Regions from separate parts of the Xenopus tropicalis genome. Here region 2 is linked to region 1. A link is a contact called in public Hi-C data. All regions are on one chromosome and are shown on one strand. Each heading gives the region's core, a stretch centred on a gene start, on an enhancer-like site or on the middle of the called end of the contact. The rest is flanking DNA. Distances are from core to core; before and after follow the strand shown.

The links. A called contact is a pair of places that touch in the nucleus more often than the background predicts.
Region 2: a Hi-C map of neurula embryo shows a contact between it and region 1, with 1.9 times the contacts expected there. The contact joins the enhancer-like site here to the promoter of stox2 in region 1. A contact is called at or near these places in 3 of 5 Hi-C or Micro-C datasets (brain, gastrula embryo and neurula embryo).

The regions. Positions count from the first base shown.
Region 1 is chr1:45,036,869-45,044,015 of UCB_Xtro_10.0, forward strand. stox2 (storkhead-box protein 2) reads right to left here and starts at 3,173. Exons shown (of 4, transcript XM_004911177.4): 1 at 2,991-3,173. The coding sequence starts at 3,108.
Region 2 is chr1:45,071,382-45,078,528 of UCB_Xtro_10.0, forward strand. No RefSeq gene overlaps it. Among named protein-coding and RNA genes, the nearest start is that of stox2, 35 kb to the left of the region's middle. Within about 2 kb of position 2,935, at least 1 of the 11 cell types and tissues checked has an H3K27ac peak or open chromatin away from gene starts, as enhancers often do. A contact at or near this core is called in neurula embryo, where this site is marked.

The DNA.
Region 1 (7,147 bases), core at 1,923-4,422:
GCTTGCTAGTTATCAGCCAGTTTTAGTTAGAAAGCAAAGCCAGCAGACTTTCACTGTCTGGACTTGTATCTTTGAAACAGGGCCGGCAGCCACAATAAAAGTTGCTGCATCTGGAGCAACAGCCTCAGTTTTGCCACACTGATTTCATAAGCCCTCTGGTGCAAATACAAACAGACAAGACCTGAAGATGCAGTTACTCTGGGTAAAACATTTTACTCTCCTTTATATCTATCTGTGCTAAACATTAAAAAACAAAGGCTTCAAATTAAAAACCTGGCATGGCAAGATGGCACCGCTGACAATCACAAGCCTTCATTAGAATGCATAAGCCAAACAAGAAGCTTGACTGAGCTACCATCACTATATAGGAATAGCCACTGGCTGATATAGGCGGCACCACATGGGCTGACATTCCCTCTAGCCAATCTGGCCAAGTGGCATTAATCTGATCAATGGATCCCAATGCAGACACATGGCCCTATCCTGCTATGCTTGGCTAGGGACTCTATACTCGTGCCAACGGAGCCATCAACCAACCCGTGTTTCACTTTTCTCCAATTAGCACTCCCAATGCTTGACACACATGAGCCCAGGGTCATCCCATTAAGCTGGAACTAACCAGACTGGTTAGCCTTGTTGCCCTGTGTCTGTGACCATATTAAAACATGAACATAATGATCTTTAAAACAAACACTATCTACTGATGAGTTTTACTAGAGCTAGAGCTAAATACCTTAAACCAATCCCTAGGGTCAGTATCTGCCCTTTGTTGTGTTTGCTTTTTATGACCTCTAGCTACACAACCAGTTATTCGGGTTAAACCGTGGCCCATTGTAGTGGTGATTATTTACATATATATTTTTATTTTAATACATGTACTGATGTATATAAGTAATAATATACCCTTTACTGCCATTTATAAGGCTAATGGCACCCAATGCACCCCTTTCACTGCAAACACAGGCAGATTCCAGCCAGAAAATGTACATTTAGGAGTTTTCTGAACAAAACCCACCCCTATGTGAGAGGTGACAGGTGGATCCCATTCATGTCTGTAACTGCATCCAAGGGGTGGCCTCAGGGCTTTTTAGCCTAAAGCTATGAGTTGTTTCTAAGGAGATCCATGAATGTATAAGCCAACAGGAGACAGGGTCCTTATAAATTATAGCAGGGGGTTTAATCTCCTTTATGAAGACACTAGTCATGAATTAGAAAAGTTTAATAAATTCTCATTTAGCGCCATTGCATCAACCTAAATGTGATTTTTCAGTGCTAGCACAAGTTAAATATCCCATAATAAACTGTAAGCTCTTGGTTACAGGGTAGCAGAAGTAGCTATAATTTACTTTCTGCTAGGGGTCCTTTACATTTGTCCTTGCCGCAACTGCAGGAGCCCTAAGGGGCCCAAAATAATGGCCATTAGATAGAAAGAAACAAGGCTTTGCAGGGCAATTCGGATCCCCCCTTTGTATAATGGCAGCGCTGTATCCATGGGGCAGATGCAGGTCCTACAGCCATTCACTAAAGAGTGGAGTAGGACAATGGAGGAGAAAGAAAGTCAACAATCACTGGGGTGCCAAAAGTAAGGAACCCCCACTTCTTCCAGCAAGCACCTCAGAGCGTTCATATTCCTGCTTCTTCTTACTTCGTGCCGGTTATGCATGCGCAGTAAAATAAATAGCCAAACTTTGCCAAAAATGGAGACTTTTCCACTTTACTGCGCATGTGTCACCCCAGGATTATGAAGAAAGAAGAAGCAGAAAAAATGATTGCTAGGTGGTGCTTGATACAAAGTACCCCAGGTCAGTGCAGTTTTCTGCTGACAGGAGCACTGGCCCCAGCTATCAGGTTAATGAATACAATAACTTGGGGGTGACGATACACTCTAACCCAGCTGGCCATTGTCTATGTCATTTTATCTGGCCACACATTATGGGGTATCTGACAAATTGGCCACCAAAAAATGGTCAGACCAACTTTTGCAAGGCTGCATCTGACTGTCCCCTGAGGGAATGGAACATAACTGCAATGCAGGTAAGCCATTAGAAGCATATAAAAATAATGCATTCAAGGATCTTGAAAACCCAGGAAAATGTGGAAGAAAGCATTTTCTGCATTAAAAGGTATTTTCGGGCAATCTCACGCAGTGACTAAGGGCTATGTGTGCCATCTCCCTAGGGTGTGACTGGCATCTTTTTGGATTATCTTCAGGACCAATACAGAACATTTCTACTGTATAGAGCACAATATAACAAATAGGTTCTGTTTATTCAAGAATGGGTGCTGCACCCTGTCTGGTCACAACTTCCAATATTCTTCTGCCCTAACCAGTTATGAAGCTTGGTTGTGTTGGTGAATATAACTAGCAATGATAAAAGTAACTTACCATTCCTGTAAGAGCAAATTTATTATAAGTAGGCCAAGGGACATGGGCCCATGATATCTTGGCATTTCTCAGGGCTCAGTTCTTGCAGCCGCTGTCTCTCTCTCTCCTGCAGACTTCACTGGCATCACCTTACACAGGTTACCATCCAGCTCAGACTCCAGGCCGGGCACAGGCTTTCAAAGTCCAGGCAAGAAAAATATTATATGAGCCTGGGTGGTATAGCATTAAACCCTTTAATGTTATGCTTCACTGGCTCTTTCTCCTGATGTCTTTGCTTAGATTTCTTTTTGAATGTTCCTAATTAGTTAGTTCCCATGTGTCCTTGATAATTGGTTTGTTCCTATCTACTGTACAGCTCTGTGCAATATGTTAGTACTTTTAGCTCATACATACTGGTAAATAAACCTAATTAATATAGACACCGTAAGCTCTGGACCCATAGAGCTAACAAAGTTTGTTGCCTGAGGAGCAGAGTTTTTCCATCTGAACTGCTTGGTACATTATCCCAAATTCCCACAATCTATTCAGCGTTTATCTGTGCTGTAATCCCTACCTATAAGAGCTCTCCTAGACCCATAAAACATAATACACAGGAGTAACCTACCTGATGGTGGCCAAGTCCTGCATGCTTTGGTATCTCCTGGCAAAGGGTTATCTACAGTCCTTTCATTTTTCATAAATTCACCAAGCGCAGCTTTGCACTCACTTGTGCCCTCCTTCATTCCTGTGTGAATCCAAGCGAGTGCTGCACAAAAATCCCATTGTCGGGAGGCATGTGAAACCCGCGGCTGTCTGGAGGGGTGGGCCTGCCCCTATCAAGTCCGGGTTGCATGTATAAGAATGCCAGAGAGCTGCCCTTTAGCAATAAGCATGTTGATAGCGTTTTGCCTCTCTGCAGGGCACTTAGCACAACAACAAAGGCAAAACAAAGCCAAGAGGCCATGTGAATGCTAACCATTCAGGCTAGGGCTGCACCCACTAGGGCCGGGTAAGGCTGAAACCGCAACAACTCCTACATCATGCTAGACAAAAGGAACCATAAATAACTGCTATTAGCATTTGTACTTTAAGTTCTTAAGTGGGTAAAAGGGATATAATGAGCAAAATAACTTATCATCTGCAGTACATACGGCTAACTTTTGGTCATACAACTTTAATACCAATATTCCTCACCCACAAAAGGACATTGCCATCTCCTACTGCCATGATTCCCAACCTTTGTGTTGCTGGGTGTAGCTGGACTACAACTCCCATCATTCTCTTACAACTGTGGCACACTGTCAGGGTGTTAAACATTACTGCACAGCAACTCAGGGTTCTGGAGGCCAATTTAAACTAGGGAATTGAATATTTGTATCCAATATGGCATGCTCAGACACATTACTGACCCTATTACTTCTGTGTCTGTTAGCAAACAGACTGTAATCTCTAAATGAAATATTATCTATAAAGCTCTGTATAAAGAATAACACATAACATAATCTATAAATGTCCCTTTCAACAGAGCCGCGCATGCCTCACGCTCGCATTCAAGACTTTGCAAGGGCTGCCCCCCTTCTCTGGAATTCGCTCCCACAATTTATCAGACTTTCTCCCAATCTCTCTGCCTTCAAGTGATCTCTAAAAACGCATTTATTTAGAGAAGCTTACCCTAATATAGTTTAGCAACACCCTGTGCCACACTCTCACAACTCTGGTCATGCCCATTTCCACACTTTGTGTCTCAACCCTTTCTCCTTGTAGAGTGTAAGCTCTTTTGGGCAGGGCTCTCTTCGCCTCTTGTATCGGTTATTGATTGCTTTATATGTTACTCTGTATGTCCAGTGTATGAAACCCACTTATTGTACAGCGCTGCGGAATATGTTGGCGCTTTATAAATAAATGTAAATAATAATAATGCTCACACCTGATCCCAAAGGGAATGTTGCCACTTTCTACCAAGTGCCAGACCTAATCTTTTTCCTCTACATTTAATAATAGAATTATCTTTCTACCTCCTATATGTCTACCACCCACATTACTAAAATCTTTTTGTCCCCCATCATTCCCCACCTCATCTGTAACATCTTTCTTGCCTTCAGGGTACTTTGCTGGGTTACAGCTGCCTGCATTACCTCCCGCTGCTGCCTTGCCGCTAGTTACCTATACAATTCTATAACTCTGCACCAGGGTGACAAGCTATCCCCATTTGTCTTCAAATCTCTCAGTGCTCTGTGTGGGTCTCGGGTTTCACCATAGTCTCTCCAGGCAGAAATGAAGTTCAAAAGTGCAGGTATTTGCTCACCCTTTCATTTAGTGAAACTATGTAGCAGCAGTCTGTTCACCTTCAGGTCTATTAATCAGCTAGCTCCACAGTTCCAGGAGTCAGAATCGGTAGTGGATAGAATATAACCAGCCAGAAGACACTGCTTTTCAATAACATATATACTGCATAATTGCTTAGAGTGTTTGGGTGGAAAGCTCATTAAAGCTTTTTAAAATTAATTGCCTTCCTCTTCTGCTTTTTCCAGCCCTCTGGGTCACTGACCCCGGCAGATAAAATGTGGCTACTCTGTGAGGGTACAGTTTTATTTGTATTATTACTTTTTATTACTTATCTTACTGTTTAGTCACTTTACTACTATTCATATTCCAGTCTCTCCAGAAAGCTACTGAAATTCCAAACTGGAGAGCTGCTAAAAATAACTGAAAACAACATGAAAAATTAAAACCAACTGCAAATTGTCTCAGAATATCAATGTCTATGTCATACTAAAAGTTAATTTAAAGGTGAACTACACCATTATTGGCTGGCAATTCAGCATGAATAGACTCCCTGCCATAATCTCTGCTTTGTGTCCACATTAGTTAATTGTGTTTAAGTTGCAGTCCCCTGCTGTTCAGCTGCATTGTGGGTAACAAACATGGTGACTTGCAGGCATCTTTGAAAGTTAAACACTGCACTTTCATTAGTAAAAAAGCACTAGTGAGTACTGTATAACTAGAGTGTATCAATTTATACTAGTGTTACAAGGGTTAAAGACTCTCACCTCTAGTCTATGAAAGCAGAAAAATATAATATATTATTATTTTATTAAACCAGCTTTGTGAGTTCCCATAATGCTTTGTACAAGTATGTGCTTACTGTACTTCCATCAAGGCTGACCTTTGCAAAATCCTCTTATATACAGCAGAACCCCAATTGTATGTCCTTGGATTATGAAGCCATTTCCCATGGCCCAAACAGATAAACTGCGTTGTTCTTTAGTTTTGGATTTGATGTTTTCCTGGAATTCTGGCACAGACCCTGCCACATGTAAAATTGGGGTTCTACTGTTTACCCAACATCCCCCTGAGCAGGCCAACAACTGGGGGAACAAATTAACCCAATCATTGTCTGAATCCATCAGCCACCGTCCCTACTTGTTTACTGTTCCATCCATTCTAGCCAGAGCGTTTGCAGAGCAGGTTTCTCTATGCTTGGCAATGTTGCTATGAGAAATACCAGGCTTGGGTTTCTGACTCACTCATCACTTTATTAGGGGAATTAACAGGACCCATTGTGTCTGGGTCAGTGTGGGCTTGCCAAGTCATTCAATGTAAATTGTCCTCTCACACAACAATCAGCTCATAGCAAAAGCTCCAGGCATAATGGAACAAGGCAGGCACAGGTGGAGTGGTCTATATGGCTGCTAATAAATTTGCTGGGCCTTTTGTCCAAAGGGTGTCAAGGCTTCTGAAAAAAAATGAATCAATGACCAGATGGAAATATATTTTGCATTCACTTATCTTAAATCTGTACAGGAGAAATACGTACTTAAAAGCTACAGAGCAGTAAATTAATGCCGGCTCTTTTCAGGTGACTTGTAGCAGAACAGAGGGAGGCCAACCAAATAAAGAGATTTCAGTACAAATAAAAGAAGGTGATGATAACACAATGGAGCAGTGTTCAGCTGACATACCTGTGCACTGACCCACAGTAAACACAACAGCGCTAATCTGCGGGAAGCTATTTAGGGCCAGGGATCCTTTATTTCTCTGTCTGGTGCCTACTTGTCAGCTTCTACTCTTTATTAATTCTAGGATTCCCAGAGGATAATATTGTGAATAAGAAATTGATTTTTTTGTAACATTTTTATCATAAGTATTATCTTCCTGTACTGATTATTTTGGCATTTTTCTTCATATGGATCAGCTTCATTTTCCTATATAGCTAACCCTCTAATGGCCATTTTGCCTGAGGTTCAGTCATGCTCTCTGCCATTTCTGATCTGGAACCCCAGTTGATTGACAGTCTTGAAAGGAAAGGGCAAGTTACTGCTAAGCAATATTTGAGCCAAATATCATCATGTGATTCCACTGGAGTTACTGATTCAGAGATGTCAGGATTTGCCTCCATGATCCATAACTTGAGCTTCTGTCATTCTGATCGGCTGGGATGGGGGGCTACTGTTATTAATGTATGACAATAACAGTCTAAAACTGTAAATTTCAGCATGAAAAGTGTAAATTTCAGCATTTCAGAAAGCCCAGCAAAATGCTCTATACCCCTCTGTGTCACCTGTTATTAACATGAAGGCTTCATTAAAATCAACCACAAGAAACTGTCTTAATACAAACTAGTAAGTAGTAACCCTCTATGTAGACACCCAGCACTTTAGATCATAGTAGAAAAGGTGTTTTGATTTATCAGAATCACTTCACCCAACATGTTTCATATGCTGCTTTGGTAAAAAATTCAGGGACACATCTAAAAATATGCAGTCAGCAGGGCCCAACTGA
Region 2 (7,147 bases), core at 1,685-4,184, 34 kb after region 1:
AGACTTGTGCCTGGCAGCTATAACATGCTTCTAGTTCCTCCTGATTTGACAAGAAGTCAGATATCTGATCCTGACGTACTCTGTGCCTTTAGGAATCAGTTTCAAAAATGGAAACCAAACCCTTTTAAGAACATGTGTATATATTAAACTGCATATACGCACTAAATGCATGATAGGGTACTTAGCCCATATATTTGCAGCCACATAATTTGGAACACAATTAGTAGACATAGTAGACACATTTTTTGCCAGGTATGGATTCGCAGCGGGTTTCCGCATTTCACCATTGGTGAATTGTTTAGCGAAATTTCCGTGAAAATTCACCGTGTGTCAAAAAAAAGTTGCACCAAAAAAATAGACACAGGCGACAAAACAGTCAGTTTTATTGTCGTTTCACAAATTTTATGGCAAAGCCAAACAGGACAGATTCGCTCATCTCTAGTATACAATAATCAAGTTGTTGTTAGTCACATTGGCCTCATATTGTGATCAGAATTGTGTTGGGTTGAAAACCCCAACGTTCTTCCACTTTGGTTTATTCTTCCGCTTCTTCTTCTTCGCGCCCCCCCCATTTTCTAAACGCTACTCCTCCTACAGTTTTAGGGGCACAACACCCAAACTTGCCACACTTCTTCACCCTATAGCGGTGCAGGTTGCTTGTGCTTTTCTAAGCGATCCCGCCCCCCGTCTTTTTGTGGCGCCGCTCTGAACCCCCCAATTTTCCCATTGACTTTGACAGGGAAGATTTTCAAACTGCTGCCACTCTTACAGCTTTGAAGCTACACCCCCCAAACTTAAATAACATAATCATGGGGTCACCCCGAATGAAACAGTGACATTTGTTGGATGACCCCCAAAGTGGGAGGGGCCAACAACAGCCAATCAAATTGAACCCATTGACTTTAATGGGGAAATTAAAACTGCTGCCAATCTTACAGCTTTGAGGCTGCACTCCCCAAACTTGAATCACATAGTCATGGGCTCAGCCTGAATGAAAATATGATGATTGCTGGATGCCCAAAAGTGGGCGGAGCTGTGAGCAGCCAATCAGATTTTACCTATTAACTTGGCAGAAATCCAACCTGCTGCCATTCTCACAGTAATAACACCGGGATCCCCAAACTTTGCAGAGTTAGGTACCCGGTAACTGTGGTTCAAGGTAAGAAAAAGAGGGTGGAGCCACCAACAGCCAATCAGAGTTTAACTATTGACTTTCAATGGAGAAATTCAATCTGCTGCCATTCTCACAGAATTAACCCCAGGGTCCCCAAACTTTTCACAGTTGGTCACTAGAGGACTACAGTTTTAGTTTTGAAAAAGTGGGCGGAGCCACCAACAGCCAATAACATTTCACCTATTGACTTTCAATGGTGAAGTGTAAAATGCTGTCAGCCTCACAATGAATGCCTGATTCCCCAAAATTTGCAAAGTTGGTCACTGGGGGACTGCAGTTCAAAAATAGGAAAAGTAGGTTGGGCCACTAACAGCCAATCAGATTTCATCCATTGAATTTTATTGGTTTAAATTTAAAATGCTGTCATTCTCAAACTATTTATGCCAGGGTGCCCACTGTTTGTCACTGGGTGACTTCGACTCAATGTTAGAAAAAGTGGGCGGAGCCACCAACCACCAATCACAATTCACCTATTGACTTTTATTGGTTTAAATTTTAATTGTCGCAGTTCTTTAATAATTAATCATAGGGCCCCTAAACTTTACAGAGTTAGTCACTGGGTAACTGCAGTTCCAGGTTAGAAAAAGGGGGTGGAGCCACCAACCGCCAATCAGAAGTCGTTGACTTTCAGTGGGGAAATTTAAGTTCCTGCCATTCAGACACTATTAAAACCAGGGTCCCCAAACTTTGCACAGTGGTTTTTACTATATTACTATGGTCCAAGGTTAGAGAAAGTGGACAGAACCCATTCAGTGACTTCATGTTTTTCAACCCAACATGAAGTTTGTTCTCAAACTTCCCTTTCTAGTTAGAACTGTAATTGAACTGATCCCCATGATGATCTGGTTCTCTGGTCATTTGACAACTGTCTGGGTCATTAAAATGATGTATGCTATTTTAATAAGAATTTTGTTTATATAAGCATCTGTGCAATTTGGGTACACCACATGCCATGACAGAACAACCCTGCTCCCATAGACTTAAAACAATCTAAAATAATTACTTATTTTCATTTTAACATCATCTCATTCTAAGACCCTAACTGCTATTTCAGTTCATGATTTAGTTCAGCTAATTGGGACTCTCTAAATGCCTGGACAGTTACATACTCTGCTCCATCCCACAAGCTGGTTCTAGTGGCAGGACTAAAGTTATTTACTAAGAAACCTTTGAATGCTCAGTATGGCTACAACCCCTACAACAAAACTTATTTCCACGAATGTCAGTCATTTATCAAAAGGTCCGGAAAAAAGGCAGAAACTGCAACTATTTGTCCTGTTGCACAAAAACCACAACTTTTTTGTATTGTCGTTTAAAGGCCAGAGTAAAAAAAAACCTTTAAACCACAAAGCAAAGAAAGGTCTTCCGGTTGTAAAAGGGATATTTGCCATTGTCTTGGTTTTATTGTTTCATTAAGCTGGAAAGTAAGAGAAATATTATATATTTGTGTTCAACCCTTCTAGTGTGCAGGATGCCATGGCACTGATGCCCAAGTTCAGCATTCCGGTTATTAGATCCCATACTTGTAATATAAATAAACTTTCACTATACAATATGCTAAACACTTGGAAATGTCTCTGTAATGGAACACTTTCACATGGGTGCAGCAATTTGTACACTGGTTTTCCTTCAGTTACTGATACTTTGAAATGAAAATGTGAAATTGCCCGGGGCCTTGGAGAATTGAGACATGTGGCCCTCCATGAAGTGTAAAGGCTTGTTTTTCATGTCCTGTTTGCCTTAAAAGCCAAGCCTTATCTAACTTTCCCTAGGTAAAACCTTCCATGGGAAGAGCCTTGTGAATTCTTTAGATGCTGGATAACCTTACCTGACCTGATCCCTCCATGCTGTAAATCATTGCACAGCTCGGCAGCAGTGAAATATTTATGGTACAATGCGGAAATCTTACCTCTGCTGCTACTTGCTGGAGTCATTACAGAAGACACATTTATTTACTTGCTTTCAATTCTTTTGTTTTTAAACGTGGTTTACTCCTACTCCTTACACTTTAGTTGAAGTTTACCCCTACCCCTTACACTTTAGTTGAATTTTATTTAAAGAACTCATAATAATAAGATATAAAGATAATTGTTTTTCCTAAATGTTGTGTTGCACACATTGGAACTTTCATATATATGTAATGCGAGTGAACTAACATATTCAAATAAAACATTTCATAATCAAATTATGAGGAAAATTTGGGAATTTATATCCAGCTTAACCAACAAATACATTTAACAGGACTGACTTATGAACATAGGTGCAGTTACCAATAGCAACCAGTCAGCAAATAGTTTTGATCAATGAAACTACTACAAGTTAGAAAAACATTGTTTGGTTGCTATTCATGACTGCACTTTTGCAATGTAGCACCTGTTCATAAATGAGCCCTATTATCTCAAAGATAAGTGTCCTTGCCTTTCATAGCAAAATAAATCTGCGAAAGCTCTGTTATGTTTTTTTAATTATAAGGATGTGCTTAATGCTTTGGAGTTGTTGGTCCTTGGCAAGAGGCCCCATCAGAGAAGGGGTCCCAGATGTTGGTAAAGGGTGAAGCTTTAAGCATAATGGATCAGGGCTGAATGGGAGCAAAGCAGGATGGGCATAAAGTGCCCCAATACAGTCTCTTAAGGGCTCTGGCACGCGGGGAGATTAGTCGCCCGCGACAAATCTTTCTGTTCACGGGCAACTAATCTCCCCGAAATGCCATCCCACCGGCGAAAATGTAAATTGGCGCAATTTTACATTTTCGCCGGTGGGATGGCATTTCGGGGAGATTAGCCGCCCGCGAACAGGGAGATTTGTTGCGGGCAACTAATCTCCCCGTGTGCCAGAGCCCTAAAAGTCTAGGAATCTTCCAGCTTGCCTGTTTCAGTATCTATCTACATGCACCTTTAAAGAATAAGCTATTTATACTGAGTTACTTTCCAGTTCAGTTTGCCCACCACACATGAGCTGATATAAGTTGCTGACTGCAGACTGAGTTATTGACCTATGCCTGAGGGCCTCCAGACAGCTTGGCCAATTAATTCAGGCTAAAAATCATCAGGGTATCTACTGAGCAGGTTTGAAAATCCCATAAAAAGTACTGCATTTGTGCATTTATGCAGTTTCGCATAAAGGGCCCCCCCCCCCCCCCTTGTATGATCCTTTCATTTGCCCCCAGTACAAAGATAAATAAGCAAAGCTCAAGGTTTATGTGCAACTTTATTCCTTATGGTTTCTGAATATCTGAGCATTCTGCATGGGTACCTGCTTGAAGATGTGTATATAGTATAGTAGGGTTCATTTATGATGGCTAGTACAATTTCAGACACAATTTGTCATGTTTGTTACCTTAAGACAACACAAGTAACCGTGCTTCTGAAATGACAGCATGCAGTTTAAAACATGGTGGTATTGGACTAAATACAAATGCAATCAGTAAACCCTGTATCTATAGAATGTTTTTTATGAGTAGGCTTAGCAGGGCAGGTAAGATTTACTTTAAAAAAAGACAAAAAAAATCCTTTTATGTCTGGTTCCTTCCAAGGCACCAATATTTACCACACAATCTATTTATTATCTTTCCTAATTAAGCTCTGTTTTAAATGAATTGGAGATGAGTGCCCTCTCTAATTAGAAGCTCAGGATAGTTTGTACAAACACGTTAAATCATTTAGCCAAATGACTAATGTGAATTTTTAGGAACATTTAAACTCTACTTAATAGGCAGGTTCAGCTTGTAAAATGTCTTCCTCACCAGAGCAAATAGCTTGCTGAACCCAGTGTTTAGGGCTAATTGTATGGAATAAAAAGGACAGTAAATTATATTATCCCGTTCGTTGAAAACAAATTTCATTAATCTCTGTTTTTTTTAAAAAAAATTACATTTATACACACTACAAATTAGAAAGGAAATTATTTCTTTTTTTAGGAAAGTGAAAGGGAGATTCCATTAGATTTGAATTTTCTCTGAGCATTAACCCTGTTAGCACATCTTCTTGCATTAAGCTTTCATTTTGGCTTCACTTCATACACAATATTTTACCAGTAATAAGACTCTAGTTAATAGCTTAATAGACCAGCTTGCCTTGGGTGATAGTGGTGCCTGTCTGTATTTATATTATTGGAGACTTAACCAGGGGGCAAACTGGGAAATGTACATGTTTACACACAGATGTATTTGTGTTCTGCTTGATCAGCACTGTATTTGATTCTTAATGGACCATTAAAGGATACTACATTTTCCTACAATTTTTAAAAGTTGGGCACATCTCTCCCACCCAAACTATACCATTTGTATTGCATATATATTGCCTCTGTTTGCTAGCACCATCACATTTTCCCCTCTCGCTCATCTTGAGTGAGATTTACATCAGCAAACAGCACGTGGGCTGTAAAATTCATGCAATGTAAGGGCTCTGGCACACGGGGAGATTAGTCGCCCGCGGCAAAACTCCCTGTTCGCGGGCGACTAATCTTCCCGAAATCGCCCCGCCGCGTCTGCCATCCCACCGGCGACTTACATGTTCGCCGGTGGGATGGCAGGGGGAAGGCAACTCGGGGAGATTAGTCGCCCGCGAACAGGGAGTTTTGCCGCGGGCGACTAATCTCCCCGTGTGCCAGAGCCCTAAGACTGCAGGCTTACACGGGCACTTTGATAAAAAAAAGTTCTGCTTGGATGGTGCCCTGTAATGGTTAAACTGATCTCAGGACAGGAGGTTAGGAGAAAAATCACGTTTCTCCAGCATTGTGCAAAGCTAAAGCAGAGTTTCTATGGAAACCAGCAGTGCCATCTTTTCATTGGCTGCTACACTGGAGGGTGTGTTTGGCAACCTGAGATGAGAAGAACTGGGCATGGGTCAGAGGAGGAGAAGGAATCCTGTGAGTAATGGGATACCGTCATGATTTTTATGGTATACTTTTTATTTCTAAATTACACTGTTAACATAGCAAATAATTCACTCTGCCATTTAAAATTTTATTCTCCAAAAATTTTTTTTAGTTGTAATATTGGTGTGTAGGCACCATCTCAGTGCATTGTGCCCGAGTCTGAGCTTTCAGAAGGAGCCAGCGCTACACATTAGAACTGCTTTCAGGTAACCTATTGTTTCTCCTACTCCCATGTAACTGGAGGAGTCCCAAGCCGGACTTGGATTTCTTACTATTGAGTGCTATTCTGATACCTACTGGGAGCTGCTATCTTGCTCCCTTCCCATTGTTCTGCTGATCGACTCCAACTTGCAGCGCAGCAGTTAAGTGTGACTGAAGTTTATCAGAGCACAGGTCACATGACTGTGGCACCCTGGGAAATGAAGAATATGGCTAGCCTCATGCAAAAATTCAAAATTAAATAGAAAAAAAAAATCTGTTTGTGTTTTTGAAAACTGGATTTCAATGCAGGATTCTGCTGGAGAAGCTCTATTAACTGATGTGTTTAAAAAAAAAAAAAAAAAAAAAAATGTGTTTTCCCATGACAGTATTCCTTTAAAGCCTTTTAAAGACAAGCAGCCATCACGTGACTGAGCAAGGATGCGGACCTTGGGCAGTGTTGGCCTGATGCATAGTGTGTGGCTGGAATTCTTTTTTCTTGGCCTTCTGGGTGATTTTCCTTTAGCTTTCCACCCTCTGTTTAATAACAAAAAATTCCTAACATTCTCTTAGATACAATCCAAACATAATTGTCCTGACAATGTGTGCCGGCACTCCAATAAATACATAAAGTAAATTGCCTAAGGATTATTACAGTTTCTTGGCTGATGCTAAAGGTTTTATTATAAGATGAGCAAACATTACACCGGTTTCCAGACGGTCAGGCTCAGCGAATCTGGCGGCAACACAAACAACACACAAATTCAATGGGGAAACTGGATCCAGTTTTATCATAAAAATCAATGCAGTTACCAAGTTACCAGGCAATTACTATTTCTTCTTAGTGATTTTTGGGTGGCAAAGATAATTTATGAAAAACAAACTAAATCTGCTCATTGG